Regions from separate parts of the Oncorhynchus mykiss genome. Here region 2 is linked to region 1. A link is a contact called in public Hi-C data. All regions are on one chromosome and are shown on one strand. The core of a region is the stretch at or near the end of the contact, and the rest is flanking DNA. Distances in the headings are between cores, read along the strand shown.

Evidence for each region. Hi-C and Micro-C count contacts between places; a contact is called where the count stands out from the background.
Region 2: a Hi-C map of liver shows a contact between it and region 1, with 4 times the contacts expected there. A contact is called at or near these places in 2 of 3 Hi-C or Micro-C datasets (blood and liver).

Annotation. Positions count from the first base shown.
Region 1 is chr5:71,541,070-71,544,163 of USDA_OmykA_1.1, reverse strand. It overlaps zyg11 (protein zyg-11 homolog), which reads left to right and starts at 1,421. Exons shown (of 18, transcript XM_021604200.2): 1 at 1,421-1,854. The coding sequence starts at 1,852. LOC110524493 (cytochrome c oxidase assembly factor 7) reads right to left here and starts at 1,402. Exons shown (of 3, transcript XM_021604201.2): 1 at 968-1,402; 2 at 626-766; 3 at 1-358. The coding sequence starts at 1,073.
Region 2 is chr5:71,694,347-71,697,440 of USDA_OmykA_1.1, reverse strand. It overlaps fam20b (glycosaminoglycan xylosylkinase), which reads right to left and starts at 1,549. Exons shown (of 9, transcript XM_021604208.2): 1 at 1,403-1,549.

The sequences.
Region 1 (3,094 bases), core at 172-2,671:
TCCTTCTCCGCCCCGTCACCCAGTTTATACATACGACTGGCGTTGGCACAACCCCAGACGTGTCCTAGCTCACAGGCTCTTGTGGCATACCTCAGAGCCAGGCCCATGTCCTTACTCTGCTTCGGGGAGCCCTCGATATACATGGCACTAAGGTTGAAGCAGGAGGGTGCGAACCCCCCTGTACATGCCTTCTCATAGTACTGCCTAGCCACCCCTGGGTCAGGGCCGGATTCCATGGCTCGACCGTCATGGGCGAGGAGACCCACGTTGTGACACGCGTCCACAGACTTCTTACCGCCACTGCTGCAGGCCGTCATGAAGCAGGAGTAGGCCATTTTCAGATTCTCTGCAAATCCCCCTGGTAGAGAGATTTAGAACATGTTGCGCTTGACCACTTGGGGGATGGATTCAGGGTCTCTCTGTCTATTAGTACTTTATCATCCTAATATTTCTAATTAATAAGATGACTTGTCTTAAAACATTTGTCAAGCCAAAGCCATACTCTTTCTCTAATCAAATCTTTAAATATTGTACTTGGCTAGTTGAGAAACGCAAATTGTTTCAGGCTTTGCTGTTGTGATCTGCTAGTGAATAGGATTAAGTTTAGAGTGGTGTAGCTGTGTACCTTTGCCTTGGATATAGTAAGCCCCGAGCTTGTAGCAGCTTTCACCGTGTTTATAGGTCTCACAGTTGTGTTTGAGCACCTGGGCTGTAGACTCAAAGTTTTTCTTCACTCCCTCCATGTAGTCAGCAAGCCTTTGACACCCTGGCAGCAGAATACACGAGGTTAGACACAATAATGAGTTAGACGGTGTGAAGGTTATAGTACTACATGAGGCATAAAGACACCTTAACACCAAGCACAATCAGTGGTTCAGACCCCCAGTTAGGGGACAGCAAATGATGGACCATTTGCTTAACATCACTCCCTTCAGCACTGTATAGGACAGTGCACTTCGCTCCTTACCTTCAGGGTCCTTCTCTCTGTAACACTGGTAGCTGAATTCCACACCTATGTTATCCAAATACTGCTTCACCTCTTTTTCGTCCTCAAAGTTTATGAGTCCAGACATGATTCAAACGGTGCAGTGTCCGAAAAATACACTGTCTTATTAAAAACAACACGTGTTGAAAAGTCCAGAACTTCCTTGTGACCTTGGTGTTGAACTGATGAGGTAACAATTTAAGAAAGAGCTCGTCTGGTCCCGTTGAAAAACAATTTAAACGTATTTAGAGATCACCTTGATAGAGGACAATGTGACGGACATGCAGTGAATTATAATCTATTTTCGTTTGAAATAAATAAAAAAAAGGTAGAGATGCTCATTCCTGCTACTTTCTTCCTGGTTTTGTAATATACACGAAAGGGCTTCCGTAGTCCCGCCCCATCGACCGGTGATGTCCTTCCTGTGTCATTTTTTTTTAACGATCTGTCAACAAAAATAAAGCTACAATCTATCTGCAATGTTAAAGCTGATTTAGCACCCTAAATTTAAAAAATAAAGCTATCGTTAAAAACAAGTATGTGTGTAAATTTAGATTAGTGTCAGCCTTAAGCCTAGGTTAACTAACGGACATGGTTTGAAAATGAAGTCGAAACATTTTCACAACTATATTAATCGTTTTCCAGGAACATCGATTTTCTATCTTAGTTCGGTACCAACAAGTTAGCTAGCTTGTAGCTAACGTTAGAACGCTAGATAGCTAGTTATCACCTTGCAAAAAATAATCCAGCAAGATTAGGCTAGCTAAGTAGCAAGTTAACAAGGCAAACCGAGACGACTCGGCGTAGGTAGAGACCAATAGCGATATTGATCTTTGGTCGGGAGTCAAGCCTGCAATTTCTTGAAAATGGTGAGTTTTGTTTTCGATATCAATGTCTAGCATTCAATTGTCGTGCATTGTCGACAAGGATCAGCAAGGCATCGAACAATGCATACCAGTAGCAAGCTAACTAGTCTTCGTTAGATATCTGCTGAAATTTGATCTACGTCGTTAACTAGTTAAACCTTCTTTTTTTTTTTTTAGCTCAGGAGGATGGATAATTATCTAGCGATCATTGCTCGTTATTTTGGGGTTTGACAACAGCCCACCACTCCAGACATACTCTACCTCCTGGGAGTTATGGGTATCAGGTCTCATTGGCGACCATTTTAACTTTGGCCATATGCTTGGTATGCCATTTGGGAGTGCTGGCATACACTATATATACAAAAGTAAGACACACCTTCAAATTAGTGGATTCGGCTGTTTCAGACACACGTGTATAACATCGAGCACACAGCCATGCAATCTCCATAGACAAATATTGGCCTTACTGAAGAGCTCAGTGACTTTCAACGTGGCACCTTCATAGGATGCCACCTTTTCATCTAGTCAGTTCGTCAAATGTATGCCCTGCCAGAGCTTCCCCGGTCAACTGTAAACAATGGCTCAGTGTACACAAGCTTACAGAACAGAACCACCGAGTGCTGAAGCACGTAGCGAGTAAAAACCGTCTGTCCAATGTCAGCACAATAACGTTTAGTTGGGAGCTTCATGACGAACAGTTATTGTGCAGATGTTGCTTCAAGGTTTCCATGGCCGAGCAGCCACACACAAGCCTATGATCACCATGTGCAATGCCAAGCATTGCCTGGAGGGGTGTTAAGGTCGCCGCCATTGGACTCTAGAGTAGTGGTAACGTGTTCTCTGAATTGATTAATCACACTTCACCATCTGGCAGTCAGACGGACAAATCTGGGTTTGATGGATACCAGGAGAACACTACCCGCCCCAATGCATAGTGCCAACTGTTTAGTTTGGTGGAGGAGGAATAATGGTCTGGGGCTGTTTTTCATGGTTCGGGCTAGGTCTCTTGGTTCCAGTTAAGGGAAATCTTAATGCTACAGCATACATTGTCATTCTAGACGATTCTGTGCTTCATACTTTGTGGCAACAGAGGCCCTTTCCTGTTTCAGCATGACAATGCCCCGTGCACAAAGCACGGTCCATACAGAAGTGATTTGTTGAGATCAGTGTGGTGTGATGTCAACCCCATCGATCACCTTTGGGATGAATTGGAATCCCGACTGCGAGCCAGGCCTAATTGCAC
Region 2 (3,094 bases), core at 300-2,799, 150 kb before region 1:
TTTGATATTGGATAACACCTTGCTTTGGGCTGTCAGACAGTGACCCTCGTCTGTCTGGCTCCACAGCTCCAAGCAAACTGGAATATTAGCCGGTCCTCTCCCCCAACAGAGGAGAGTTGAGTTGGGGTAAAAGAATAAGGACAGGACATGAAGGCTCCAAAGCAGGGCTCCTCTCATACAGACCCACGTCAGTTGAGATGGATGTATTGATCGGTTGGTAATGGTCAGGACAAAGATATTGATCAGATTGTCCATAGATGGAGGTTGTTGTGCTATTTGTGGCAGATAAGCAAACTGCCTGCAACATATCAAATGAGCCTGCATAACAATAGAGATACCTTTGAGATACCGTGAGCAACTTGTCCTTGCCAGAGTTATGTATTTATTCTAAATGTATGGCTCTGGTCCTTTCAAAAGAAAGGTTATTTAGGGAGCCCAAAATAGACATGAAACCGACTTGAGAATTAATTTAAAAAAATACACACTATACCAGAAAGTGTATGTACTGGGTAGTTAACTGAGGACAACCCGTGAATTAGCCGGCTAAGTTATACATATAAGCAACCCGTGTCTAGCAGTGCCGGTGGCCACGCAGGCAGGAATGACTCTAGTTGCATTCCACACAATCGGTAATTCATGGGACCAACTACATACACGTCCCACTACTGTGGAAACTCTACGCTAACAGTAGTTGGCCAGCTAGTTGTTTGAAAATCGCAAAGGCCCACACGGTTAGTTTGGCATTTAGCAAACGCTTCGTTGATTTTAGAATAAATCTGCATCGACAGCTGCTAACGCTACCGTATAGTCCGTTTTGCTTTCGTCCAGCAATGCAGTACTGGTTAGCTAGCCGGCTAGTTAGCTAGCCGGCTAATCGGGTGGTTAGCTAGCCGGCGAGTCGGGTGGTTAGCTAGCCGGCGAGTCGGGTGGTTAGCTAGCCGGCGAGTCGGGTGGTTAGCTATCCGGCGAGTCGGGTGGTTAGCTAGCCGGCGAGTCGGGTGGTTAGCTAGCCGGCGAGTCGGGTGGTTAGCTAGCCGGCGAGTCGGGTGGTTAGCTAGCCGGTTAGCTGGGCGATTAGCTAGCCAACTAGCAAAGAAACGGTTAGTTATCTAAGTTCGTTAGTTAGCTGCTACTTAGAAGTACAACCTGTCTAGTTAGTAGCTAACGTACTGATAGCTGACGAATTGCATCGATATTTTCCATATCAAAACTTGCGTTGAAAGCTGACAAGCGTGTGCTAACTAGCGAGCAAGCTAACAGACATTATCAAACATTCTATGAATGTGATTAAAAGGCTACTGATTACTTTAATGTTAGCTTGCCAACACCGTTGATTGCAAAGAAATAGCTAACGTTACCTCACAACAGCCATCGTATTAGCAAGTCTGATCAAATGGCTTACCTTTTCGATTACGGCTACTAGGTGTTAAACGAGATCAATGTGTTTTCAATGTTGTGTGTGAAATTGTGTATTATTCATCGATAGGCTGTCAAAAAAATCCGCGTTTCGTCAGCAACACTTAAACAGTTGTTCCGGGTCACGGAATTTTTCCAAATAAAAGTCCCCCACTTAATAGTGGAAAAATGAGACAACTATTGTAAAGTAGACTGTCTGTAGAGTGTGTATAATATGTATGGATTGAAGGTAGAAGCAGAAGTGTTTATTAGTTTACTCCAATTGGGGGATCCGTGGAAGGGTTTGCGGGGAATAATAATAAAGGTATATTCTTTTTAAAAAGTATGTATGTCTATATAGGTATGTGTATGTATATATATATATATATTTACCATATTTTTTTGGTAAATATATATATCCATACACACATGCATATATATATATATATATATATATATATATATATATATATATATATATATATATATGCATGCGTGTATGGATATATATATTTACCAAAAAAATATGGAGGATTGGAAATGATGCAGACAATTACATTGGAAGCAACATTCTTTCCGCAATATTAAGCTGATCCCCCCCCCCCTCCAAAAAAACAAAAACAAAAGAAAATAGTGGAAAAGTTTCAATAACTTGTATTTATTCATGATATATGACACATATGTCTAAACATAAACCAATGATTCATATTTAAGTTACATTTGCATAAAATGTGGGTTTTAAAACATGTCCCAAAGTCAGACAAATGTCCTCATTGCAAATCACTGTATACAGTAGAGGCTGCGGAGGGGAAGACAGCTCATAATAATGTCTGGAATGGAGCCAATTGAATGGCATAAAACCATGTGTTTGATCTATTTGATACCATTCCACTCCAGCCATTACCACGAACTCGTCCTCCCCAATTTAAGTGCCACCTACCTCCTGTGATGGAATACATATTGGCGTATAGAGCAAAAACTATTCTGGCTGGTGCAGTACAAGTATTGTAGGGAATACTTAGTAGGGTAATAGTAGAAAAGTGTCATTAACCTGTATTTAACAATGATTCGCATTTGTTTATATTTAAGTGACATTTGCATTAAATGTGGGTTTTAAAACATGTTCCAAGGTCAAATAAATGCCACCAATGCAATACACTAGCTATAGTATGAATTACATTTTGGCTTATAGAGAAAACTATTTTAGGTGCCGAAGTAAAATTGGGTTTGAGATTACTCACTAGGGTCTATAGAATATATATATATATATATATGTACACCTTCCAACAGGTCAACAACCCTAAGCACACAGCCAAGACAACGCAGGAATGGCTTCGGGACAAGTCTCAATGTCCTTGAGTGGCCCAGCCAGAGCCCGGACTTGAACCCGATCTAACATCTCTGGAGAGACCTAAAAAAAAACTGTGCAGCGATGCTCCCCATCCAAACTGACAGAGCTTGAGAGGATATGCAGAGAATGGGAGAATCCCCCCATATACAGATGTGCCAAGCTTGTAGCGTCATACCCAAGAAGCCTCAAGGCAGTAATCGATGGCAAAGGTGCTTCAACAAAGTACTTTGTAAAGGGTCTGAATACATATGTAAATGTCAATTCAGATTTTTTGTTATTTGCTAAAATGTCTTAAAACCTGTTTTTGCTTTGCCATTATGGGATATTGTGTGTAGATTGATGAGGGGG